Linked DNA regions of Mus musculus: region 2 is linked to region 1. A link is a contact called in public ChIA-PET data. All regions are on one chromosome and are shown on one strand. The core of a region is the stretch at or near the end of the contact, and the rest is flanking DNA. Distances in the headings are between cores, read along the strand shown. Region 1 overlaps Rai1 (retinoic acid induced 1). Region 2 overlaps Tom1l2 (target of myb1-like 2 (chicken)).

Region 1 (6,120 bases), core at 1,426-3,925:
GGGAAACAAGGATGGGGGAGGGGCCTGAGAGGCCTGGGACAGGGAGCCCTGGGCTGAAAGGAGGCCCTCCTACCCTATAATGAGTAGAGCTCATCTGGGCTCCAGCCCCTGTCCTGGTCTGGTTCCCCACTGCCACACATTTCCAGGTTAAGCATCTTTGTACCTGATGCATAGTACGGGACTAACAAGCACCCATAGGCATCTTGTGTGAACCAAATCAGACCCTTCCTCCCTCCTAGCCCCTATGTAGATGTAACTGATTCCCACACAGCTAAGAGCTGCAGCTAGGCTCTGCCAGAGGTCAGGCTGGGATGGAGGGGACCTGTAATCCACCCTCTCTTATTGAGCACACACAGAACCATGGTTCTCAGGCCTAACCCTTGAAACCATGGGATGATGAGTGACTGCTACTTGTGGCCGAAGAGCTTAGTATTCCTGGAAAGGCACAGCAGTTGGAGGGCATATAGGACTGGAGAATGGGGCTAGTGGGCTACATCAGGCAGCAGTAGCAATAGGGGAAACATGGGTTTCCCTGAAATTCACTGTCTCCCAGGCTGCCCTTTGAAGGCCTGCTGATGGTGGTCTTGTAGGTGTATAGCCCCGTGTGATCACATCCATGCTTTCTATAGAAATGACATTTGGACTTTATGTGACCTCTCCTGACTCAAAAAGGCCATCTTAACTAATAATGCAGATTGTGGCTGGAGCTGCATGTGTCTGCAGGAGCAGGACTGTCGGGGTCAGTGTCTTCATGCTTGGATTTTTCATGGGCGTCTATTGTGTTGCATATTTTATTGGAAACTCCAGTTACCTAGCTGAGCTGCAACTCTGTGCTAAGGTGCTAAGGACATCAGTGAGTGGGATAGTGCTCCCTAGGACTTCCTATCATAGGATAGTGCTCCCTAGGACTTCCTATCATAGGATAGTGCTCCCTAGGACTTCCTATCATAGGATAGTGCTCCCTAGGACTTCCATTTCAGCTGGAGAGAAGGCAGCAGACAAATGTGTTGAGTGGTGAGTGATGGAAAGAAAAAGAAAGCAGACCTGTAAAAGCAGAGCAGTTACAAGGGTGCTCCAGGAGAAGGGGAGCCAGCACAAAGACCCTGAGAGGTTACACGGGTGTGCATGAGGCGCCACAAGGAGGCCAGTGTGGCCAGAGCAGGGGGACTGACCGAGAATGGGAAGAGGGGAGGCAAGTGGACTTAGAATGTCATTCCAAGTTCAGTATTTGTACGTGAGCACCCTACATGCAGATTACTTAGCACATAAGGGAGCCTGCTTTTAAGTTTTATGAGAGATGGGGAGCCAGGCAGTGGTGGCACTTGCCTTTAATCCCAGCACTTGGGAGGCAGGCTGATCTTTGGGTTCTAGGCCAGCTAGGGATTGATTCATAGTGAGATTCTGTCTCAAACATCTCCAGTCAACCAACCAGCCAGTGCTGGATGTGAAAGGCCATAGAAATGTCTGGGAAAACAGGATAGGATGGTTGTACTTGTGACCTCATAGCAGCCTTGGTGGCCTGCATAATACCTCCACAAGATCAAGCCAGTTATTACTCTAGTATGGAAGGGGAAGAACTTAGGAGCCCTCAATCCCAACTGAGGAGATACTGACAGTGGCTCCAGGAGAAAGGAGACTGAGTTTTCTTTAAGGGTCACCCAAGCTCCAGTGTATGGCTCCACATCTATGAGTATATATGGCCAGCACACATTTGCCTATTTAAAAACAATAACAACCCACCGAGTACTGGTAATGAGTCAGAAGGATAGGGAGGATTCTTAGAATTAAGAGGATAAATGGGATGGATATGATTAAAACACGTTTAAGAAATCCTCAAAGAATGAATAAAAACATTTTTAAAAATAAGGGGTTAAAATTAATGAGTGCAAGTGTATCTGACTCTGCATTAATATGCCCTAGCTTTATTCATATTTTTTGTCACTATATAAGGTTTTAAAAAAAGAAATTCCATCAAAGACAAAAGGAGGAAAAGGTCCAGAACAGACAAGTGCGGGTGACCTTGGTGTGGCTCGGGAGGGAGGGAGAAGGCCTGGATTACCATGAGGACCAGGACCGCATTCTGAAATGAGATGGTAGGACCAGTTGGGCAACTCTGGACGAACCAAACCCCTCTTGACTTGTGAATTCTAATTCACATGTTGGAGATCAAACCCAGAGTCTCATGGAAACTGCACAATGTGTTCTTTCACTGTTACATCTCAGCTCTCAAAGGGAGGCTTCGAATATGTGAACAACGTCATAGTTGAAGATACTTTAGTGATGGAAATTTCTAGCTCAAATTGAAGCATATAGAAGAAATCAGAAAGAATTTACAGAAATTCATAGAGTGAAGGAAGCTGGGAACGTTTGTTTTCTTTCAGCTTTGTGTACTTACTACTTACCCCCTCTTTAAAAATTAAAAGTAGGTATTCCTCTAGAAAAATAACTATTTTACACGCTGAGGAGGAGCGGGGCTTTTCACCCAGCCCTGCTGTGTGGGATCCTGGAGCAGTAGCGCTTGCTCTGGCCCAGCTCTGGCCTCCTGGAATACACTCCTGCCCATGTGGCTGTGGTGGAGTCCCAAGACCCTGGCTGCCAGCAGTCTCTGGTAGTGAGTGCCCCAGCTACGGCAGCTGCAGCTGCGGCTTCCTCCGCTTACATGGCTTCCTCCACAGGCCACTCACACCACAGTTGCTGCTTGCACCTTCCATTTCTGGGCAGCTCTGCCTGTAAGCAGGCTCTTCCTTATTTGGAGGTAGAATCTCACCCTGGCTGCCACCTTTCTCAGCTTGAGCCCCTTTGAACCCTAGTTTCTGGCCTGATCAAAGGGCCCCTCGAATGCCATTCGGAGGTCATGAAAAGACAGACACTGTAGCCCAGGGCATGTATTGGTGGTCACTTCCTCATGGCACCAAGTATAGGAGCTTTTGATCTGAAAGCACAGTGAAGCAGAGTTTCCACATTCAGTCTTCAGAGCATCACCAGGAAACTGGAATTCCATACTGAGCTCAGATGGAAGACTCAGACCTCACAGAGCAGGAGGAAATGACTATTGTCAGGAGTGACATGTCATGGCAAACTTCATGAAGATGAATTTCTATTCATCCTTTACATGATGAATTCCCTGATGCTCTTCCCATTTTAAAGGAAAAGAAACTAAGGCTTAGAAACATAATGAACTTCAGTTTCCACACTGACATATTTGGAGAATTATATTAACTCTTCATTACTATAACATGTACTCGAGATAGGTCACTTCAACAGAGGTTTGTTTTGGGCATACAGTTTTGGAAGTATAGGGCCCAACCAGCATAGCACAGGCCCTGGTGCACCACACCATGATGGCAGTGTGAGTATCTCTGACTCTGCTCTTTCTCCTCTCTCTATAAAGCCATCAGGAGACTTCTATTCCAGTGATCAAATCAAACCTAACACTTCTCAAAGGCCACAGAAGGATCATGTTTCTATTTCCTCACACAATTTGTTTGTAAAGGATTCATTTATTTTGTGTATGTGTGTACACTGTCACTTTCTCCAGACACACCAGAAGAGGGCATCCAATCCCATTACAAATGGTTGTGGGCTACCATGTGGTTGCTGGGAATTGAACTCAGGACTTTTGGAAGAGGAGTCAATGTTCTTAACTGCTGAGCCATCTCTCCAGTCCTCCTCACACAATTGATAGGTGTCTTAGTTACTTTTCTACTGCTGTGTAGAGGCATCCAGGCCTATGTCTGTTCTCCAAGCTGCAGTTTCTGGTTGCTCCAGATGACTCTGGACATATGACTCAAAAGATGGCTGTGAAGTCAGTCTTATGTGGGATGTCTTGCAGAATGGGCATCCTGCTCTGCATGTTCCTCCTCCTTTAAAAAAAAAATACCACACTTGTATCATGGCAGAATGGGTTCTCTCTTTCTATCTTGTGAGTCCTGGATTGAACCCAGGTCATCAGGTTTGGTACCAGGCACCTTTACTTGCGGAGCCATCTCACTGGCCTTTTCTTTGATACAACCATATAAACTAATGCAGGGGATTCTGAGAGAAACCTAAGCTGGGCAGGAAACTAGAACAGACATTCTTCCTGGTCTTTCTTCTCTTCCCAGATTTGTGGTAGGTATCCACATAGCTGACTATGATAGTCCTTTTCAGGGACTCTGACCTTCTGGGGACAGATTCTTCTACTAGTTCTGGGAACTGAACCTAGGACCTTGAACATGCCAAACCAAGGGTCAGGTTTCTGTGTTTGTTATTTGGTTGCTTCCAATATGGTCTTGTAGTTTAGCCTAGACTGACCTAGAACTGGCAATCCTGCCTCTGCATTCTGAGGGCTGACACGACAGGCTGCATCAGGATCAGTTTTGATTGGAACATCCATCTCTCTTTCCCAGAGGTAATCTAATATCTCTGTAGGTTCAGAGAGCTCCCTGGCCTAGTCCCAGATTCACCCAGTCCTTCAGAGAAGCTGAATAGCTATTCTTGGTAGGCTCTGTGGGGGTTCTTCACCTTCTCCTTGTCCTCTCAGTCTCCCAAAGTCCTCACTGCCCTGGGGCCAAGAGAAGTCCATGGGTAGCATGCCTGTCACCATACATCAAAGGAGGCTAGAGGTCCTGAGCTATCCAGAGATGGCCAGAAGTCAAGGAGTCCTGATCCTGGGAGTGGCAGAGTGAAGTCAGATGGTTGACACCTGTGCATGTATACCAGTGCACCCTTCCTTACATTAGAGGAGTCTACATGTCCTGAACTTGCAACATGTCATAATTATTTTGCTTATTTACAGAGTCACTTTCTAGTCCAGGCTGGCCTCAGACTTGTAGCAGTTCTCCTGAGTGCTGAGATTATAGGGGTTTGCCATCATGCTACTACAGTTTTTTAAAAATATTTTTATGTGTTGAATATAGGTAGACTCCTTCCCGTATCTCTGTGTATCAGAGTGTTTCCACTTTGAGGCTTCTGTTTGCAGCCTACCACTGTTTGACATGGCTGGGCCCAGGCCTCTCGCACTCTTATGAGTTTGGCTGTACCATCTTTTTAGTTCTTTCCAAGTCCTCCCCCTATCAAAAGATAAAAAGTCTGTGACTGCTGTCAGGCCTCAAGAAGCATGGCCAGGGCCTGGTCTAGCATCCCAGACTTGCTGGTTTTCCTCCGTTCCTTGGGCCCTGAAAGAGAGGCAGAGGTAGGCACTCACATTGTACCCATTCTTGGGCACCTGGGGTTGACTGACAGTATCCAGGTGAGGGGCAGCTGTTATGGCAGCCCAGCCCAGCCCAGCCTAGGTGATGTGTACACATGGGGACTTGACAGTGCCTTCCTGATACAGGCACTCAACTTTTCTTCCAGCACAGGGCTTGATTGAATTTCTGGAAACTTCCAAACTTATTATTTAGGGGTCAGTGCCTGTAGATGAAGCCTAGAGGAGGAAGAAGAAGCTATTTGGGCTATAAGGGGAAAGAGAGGAGGTCTGGTCAGCTGGAAATGAAGACCAGATAAGTGAGGAAGGAAAGAGAGTAAGAGCCAGTGAAAAGGGAGAGGAAGACAGGGAGCAGAGAGAGAAGGGGACAGAACTGTGGCATAAGTGGCAGAGTGGATGCCTCAAGGGCTGGGCAGGGTCTCCTCTCTGTCTTACCTAGGTATTCTCTGCATATCCTTAGGTTTGGGTTCCAGCTATAGTAAAGGCATATGTGGCCTGGTGAGGCTGTCCTCTGGGTCTGGCCATGATGACAGCCAGATGGTTTCCTCCTTTGCCTCTGGGCCTCTGTAGCCACTGGCATCAAGCAAGTAAATATAGAGGCTTCTGAAAATTCACTCAGGCCTGTGATAGAAGTTAAGTTGAGCACCTGCATCACGGCACTTCTAAGACCCTAAAAATGGAGAGAAGAGCTTAGCCTGCCCAAGAAGCAACTGCAGGGGTTCAGAAGTGATGCTTTAGCTGCAGCCAGGGATCCTCGAGGCTTAGAGGAAGAGGCTTTATTTTAGGTTCTGCCCTGTGTGAACCTAGAGTGGTGTTGACTGCCTCTGGTGACGTCATATAGGCTAGGGACAAAGGTTGGACAGACAGACACTTGGTAGGGAGAACTACAGAGGGATAAGATCAGAGTCAACTAAGAGGAAAGGCTTATGGAG
Region 2 (6,120 bases), core at 1,178-3,677, 180 kb after region 1:
TCTGAGCCCATGCTGTTCTTCTCAAGGCCCTAGAAGACAAGGCTGTTATATGCTACCCATCAGGCAGTCATTCTGCTGAGCTACCTTCAATGCACCAGACCTGTGAACGCATAAGCTTTATTTAGCTCATTTTTCTAACAACTCCCACCCCAAATTGGTTGAGGTGGTGCTAGGGAACCAGCAAATCAAAGACTTGCAAGAGTGATGAAAAGGGGAATCCAGGCATCTATAGCAACACAACTACACACTTGGCAGGGGAAGAAAAAGACAGGAGCACCTCCTCCTGCCAGCAATACCCACCAGACCCTGCCAACAATACTCAAGGGCTCATGCGGGCCTGCACCAACTAATTCCATCACTTGTCTGAGATAATAGCCCTCTCAGTATTCTCTTGCAAGGAGCTCCTCAACGTGCCAGGAAAACTTTCTGTGGCAAGTGTTGCTGCCTCACTGCCCTGGGCCACCCTCCCTGCCTCTCTCTGTGATGGTACAAGTCAAAAAAAAAAAGGGGGGGGGAAACTTAAGGTTTTTTGTTTGTTTGTTTGTTCTGTTTTTTTAATAATCATTTACTTCCAATGAAAATAAAGCAAAGATGACCATGAGCCTGGAATTATAGTTATTTTGTTTTGTTTTCGAGACAGTGTCACTATGAAGCCTTGGCTGACTTGGAACTCACTATATAGACTAGGCTGACCTCAAATGCATACATATCTACCTGAACCTAATATGTACTTTACTGTTCATTTATTAATCCATGATATATGAATGACTGTAAGCCAGGTGTTGTGGCACACATCTTTAACCCCAACACTGGGAAGGCAGAAGCAGGAGAAAGTTCAAGGCCAGCCAGGTCTACAGAGTGAGTTCCAGGACAGCCAGGACTACACAGAGAAACAAGATTTAATTAATTAATTAAAAATCTATCACTCCTCAATGGCCGGTCAGGTCTAATATGAACACTGTGCGTACTAATTACGGGCTCTATGCTTTCTACACTTTTAAAGACTACAATTACCCTACTTACCTTACCTGGATAAGACTTATAATCATTTCTAAGTCATTTCTAACCCAAGAAAACCTATGGAGAAAATGAAATTTCAATACATTTTTGTTTCAAAAGTAGAAAGGAAAACCAAGAACTCATGAGAACAGGCAGCACTCATTCCCAGGTCAGCCAGGGCAGTGATGCGGTCCCTGGACAGTGCTAGCAGCCTATTATACGGAGACAGGACCTTCCACTTTAGAGGATCCCTTCAGAAACGGTTTGACTATGCTGAGCAGCTAGGTTTCCTTGGGTAAGGAAGTGAGGAGGTATATATTTTGGAACAAGATAGGTCCAGAGTCAAACCTCACTTAGGGGTTACTGGGATACTGGGCACAAGGGGTGCACCTCAGTAGCAGCATGCATGCCTGGCATCCCAGGACCCTGGGTTTCACCCTAAGCCCTTTACTCCAAGCATACACACGTATGTGTGCATTGACCTGGATATAGGCATGGAGCTTTATTCCCTTGATTCAGTATCTCATCTGTAAAATGGGACTCACAATATTAACAAGGATGAAAATGATTCTGCCATTTCCTTGTATACCAGAATCGCCTGCAGAGTTTGTTTAAAATGTAGATATGTGCATCCTGAGCCCAAAGATTCTATTTCAGTGCATCTGATGTGGGGCACAGAAATCTGTGGGGATTTAAATTATTTTTCATTTTTAATTACACAATATGTAAATATATTTCTCCCTTGTAAAATATTAAAACATTACCTTATCAGTTATGATTGCATTCAGCTGCAAGCAATTAAAAACCAACATTTGCTTAAGCAGATGGGGGTTTATTTTTCTCGTGGAACAAGAAGAAATCTTGAAGCAGGTAGCATGAAGGTACAGTGACTTGAGAACTATGTGACTGTCATCATCTACTTGAGGTTACAAGACAGTGGCTGCTACCTGAAAGCCCATGAAACAGGAAGGGAGAGGGTACAAAGGCTGGGGAGTGTCCACTTATGAAGGAGTGCTCCCCTAGGAGTCTTCAGCTTACAGGCCAGAGTTTATAGGTGGCCACTCCTAGCTACAAGGGAGCCAGAGAAGGTAGTATCTTAGCTGGGCAAAGCCACTCCAAACAGAACCAAGGTTCTATCAGTGCACTGGTTAGGGCCTGACACACACTAGAGCCACCTGGGTTGAAGGAGTCTTAACTGAGGTTGCCCCCATCACAACTGACCTGTGGGCATTCTGTGGTACACGTCTCTGGGACATTTTCTTGATTGCTAATTAATATGAGAGGGCCCAGCCCACTAGGGCAGTGCTACATATAAAAAGAACAGCTGAGCAAGCCAGAGGAAGCAAGCCAGTAAGTAGCCTTCCTCTGTGGTCTCTGCAGTAGAAAGAAAACTAGGGCGGTATGGAATAAATGAGGAACAGTAACTGGGTACCTGCTGAGCAGTTTCACTTTCATTACAGAGAAAGGCTACATTCTCTATGGTGCGCCCTCTCCATCAATCCTGGCTTCGTGCACATTTTAAAGAAACTCTTCAGGAGATTCTGGTGCCCCCTTAAGCAGCTTTTTGGGAATTACTGGCAAACTTACACAGAGGTTTCTACATGCCTTGAGAGTTCAGCTCAGTGCAGCTGCAATTCGAAGTAACTCATGAATATTTACTCTGATCTTCTTTCCCTTCTCTAGAAAACTTAACCTGTTGTTACAGCCACACCTCACGGAGGGCTGGCTGCAGATGGGAGACAATAATGGGATGTGGGAAATTATCAGCTCGTTTTAGAAATCAAAACCCAGGGATGTGCCCTGGGCCCAAAAACATGAGGCTGATGGGGACAACAGCATCACCCACAAGGTGACTGACCCCCTACCTAGAACACAAGGGTCACTGTGCGGATGACGACTGAGTCAGGGACAGGGAAGTGGTGAAGCCAGAGCAGGCAGCTGTGCGTGGAAATAAAAAATAGTTCACAGAGTTTAACATGTGAAAGGTATACCTGTGCAGACGAAACCTGTGCAGACGAAACGCCCTCCTCCCACCCCCCCGGGAAGGCAACCCCACAACCTCTAAAACCTTAGGCTAAAACAGGCAACTTACGCCTGGCTCTTTCTTTTACTTAAGAAAAAAAAAGATTATTTTATTTTATTTTTATGTGTATGTATATATAACTACTGTATGTATGTGTACCATGTGCATGCCTGGTGCCCATGGAGGCCAGAAAAGGAGTACTGGGTCCCCTGGGTCACAGACGGTTGTGAGCTGCCATGTGAGTGCTAGGGACAGAACCTAGGTCCCCTGGAAGAACAATGAACACTCTCAACCCTGAGCCATCTCTCCAGTCATCTGTTTTGGTTTGGGTGTATGAGGAGGGGCAATTTCTAACAAAAAGACGATTTCTTTGATCGATACACAGGCATCTGTAAGCTTAGCTATAGGGATCCCAGGTAGGAAGATTATTTGAGCAAAGAACCAGAGACGAACTAGGAAAGGTAATAAAACTTCATCTCAAAAGAGATAAAACTTTCATTTTAAGATATATCCGTAATTTTAAATTTTATTTTATTATTTTATGTGTATGGATTTTTCCCTACTCAGATGTCTGTGTAGCATGCGCATGCAGTACCCAAGGAGGCCAGAAGAGGGTATCGAATCCACTGGAACTGAGTTACATAGAGCTGTGAGCTGCTCTGTTGATTCTGGGAATCAGACCCAGGACCTCTGGGAGCCATCACTCCAGCACCCATTTTATTTTATTTACACACAGAGAATTTTTTTAATTACTAATGCTATCTAGTCATCAAGAATAACAGGATAGTTTTTAGAAGGCCTTTGGTGGGTCAGTTCATCCACCTCTACGCCATAGCTCACATCTGGCCTTTGTGTACAATTATACAGCAAAAAAGGGCTGCAGCCAAAGCAAGTGTGTGATTATGTATGTAGGACAGCACGGCAAGGCTGCTGACTATGATGGCAATGTTTTGACATCTGAAACAACGGTGATTTAACAAGGAGAAACAATCCAGAATAAAACACAGGCTCAAGGTCCCTGTGGTTTGCTGATGGACGTGCTGTAAAGGCCAGTGGATTTATTACTCAGCCACTGTATTGCACTCAGCTGCCAAACTACCCTGCACACAGCAATTAGGGTGGAACTCAGGACACTCCATGCATTACATATAAAGCCTCTGAGAGAAGCCAAAATGCACAAAACCCCAAAGCATGGCAAGCAGCCAACTTAAGAAAAGTTTTCTAGGGATAGGAGGGATGACTGCCTGGTGCCTGTTAGCACTAGCTGCTCTTGCAGAGGGCTGGGATTCAATTCCCAGTGCCAACATGGTAGCTAACAACCATATGTTATAGAGGATCTAGTGCCCTCTTCTGGCCTGTGTGGGCACTACACATATGTGGTGCACAGACAAACATGCAGGCAAAACATCTATAGTCATAAAATAAAAACAAGTAAATCTCAACACCAAGAAAAGTTTCCAATTAGTATAGTCTCAGCAAGCCCCTGCCTGAAGTCACCTCAGTAAGTCATGGACTGCAAACTCCTAATTATATTGATAGGCAAGATCCACAAGTGGATGCTGTTAACGGTGGAATGGCAGCTGAGCAGGGAGTCAGGTGTGGGAAGGTAGCCAAAAGCTTGTAACCTACTCACAGCTACAGCCTTAACTGATCTTCATCTGTAACAAAACTACCCCTTATCAGTAAGCCCCCCCCCCCCAGTTAACTGAGGGGTCAGGGTTTGACACACCCTGAGTGACACATTCCAAACCTGAATGACAGAAAAGTGATCTTCTCTATTTTTCCCTCCTAACAAGCTCTTTCCGGTTAGCAACAAGCTTGGTGAGTCATGGTGCTTTAGGAGGGAGCTTAGAGGGCCAGAGAGGGCAGAGGAGGATGTGCCCCGGAACCTCAGGACCAGTCACCTGCTTCTCCTGGAAGTCTATGAACTCTGACATAAAACTGAACTATACATAGGATACCACCATGTCTATAGCCTGGGACAAGAGTCCTTCTATATAAAGAGCATTTAGGTCATTGGAGGCAAGACCCACACAAGCAAACAGTATGGCAAATCGACATGAGACTATCCAACCTCAGCAGAAATTGAAGAAATAGAAATGTAAGTGAAACATACTTTTCCCTAACAAAGAGACAAGTCTGAAGCGCCGGATTCCCTGTTAGTGCAGCCTGTCGAGGATAGTCCTAACCGGTCTCTCAGGAGGAAAGACATCCTTTCCACCGTGGCCAGTCCACCTTCTTTACTGCTAGAGCGACCTTTCCAGATCACAAATCTGGCCACGTTATTGGCCTGCACAGAGCCTCTCTGATTCCCCACTATTACTGTGAGGCTGCTCCATCCACAGGCCCTATCTGCTCCTTGCTGCCCTTCTATATGCATATCTGCAACAGTCCTCATCTGCTTCCAGCCTGGTTAACATTTAACATCTTTGGAATGTGTCTACAAACTGTGGAAAGTCTTTCTCAGCCTTCTCTATATACTACCGACCCACTCTAGCCTAGGGCAGACTAGGCTGGGTGCCAGTAAAGGCTGAGCAAATATTAAAGCAACTTGATCCCCACCCCCACCCCCAGCCCCCGAGAGCAAAACCTTACCAGTTTAGTATACTGCACACAGTGGCCAGGCTGCCACTTGGGAAGCTGAAGAGGAAGGTTGCAAGTTCAAGGGACGCCTAAACGACATGTCGGCATCCTGTTTTCAAAAAGGCAGCATCCTGTTTCCAAATTTAAATAATCAAGTTTTAATAAAACTGGGTCTATTAGCTGAGAGTGGTAGTGCACACCTGTAATCCCAGTACTAAGGAGGCTGAGGCCAGCCTGAGTTACACAGAGACCCTGTCTATAAGCAAATAGTAAGAAAATAAACAAATGCTATGTCTCTCAACCGGGTAATTCCACTTGAAAGAATTTATTGTAAGCAAATAATCTAAAACTAAGAAAAGGTTTAGGACCTGAGATGCTGGTTACTGCATCAGTTGTCATAGCAACATGGACAAAAAAGAAACAAACGATCAAGATACCTAACACTAAGGTGACAGTAATGACCACACATTATAAAGTCATGTCAAATGATACTCAGGACAAGGGCCAGACCTCAA

The links. ChIA-PET counts read pairs in DNA pulled down with a chosen protein or histone mark.
Region 2: an RNA polymerase II ChIA-PET map of memory CD8 T cells shows a contact between it and region 1, with 26 read pairs. The contact joins two enhancer-like sites. A contact is called at or near these places in 1 of 484 Hi-C or Micro-C datasets (embryonic fibroblasts), 5 of 115 datasets of contacts at active chromatin or transcription factors (embryonic basal ganglia, embryonic forebrain, embryonic stem cells and 2 more) and 1 of 9 other capture datasets (embryonic stem cells).

What each region holds. Positions count from the first base shown.
Region 1 is chr11:60,128,041-60,134,160 of GRCm38.p6, forward strand. All of the region lies in intron 1 of Rai1 (retinoic acid induced 1), which reads left to right. Among named protein-coding and RNA genes, the nearest start is that of 4930412M03Rik, 16 kb to the left of the region's middle. Within about 2 kb of position 2,676, at least 37 of the 459 cell types and tissues checked have an H3K27ac peak or open chromatin away from gene starts, as enhancers often do. A contact at or near this core is called in memory CD8 T cells, where this site is marked.
Region 2 is chr11:60,303,389-60,309,508 of GRCm38.p6, forward strand. All of the region lies in intron 1 of Tom1l2 (target of myb1-like 2 (chicken)), which reads right to left. Among named protein-coding and RNA genes, the nearest start is that of Tom1l2, 46 kb to the right of the region's middle. Within about 2 kb of position 2,428, at least 95 of the 459 cell types and tissues checked have an H3K27ac peak or open chromatin away from gene starts, as enhancers often do. A contact at or near this core is called in memory CD8 T cells, where this site is marked.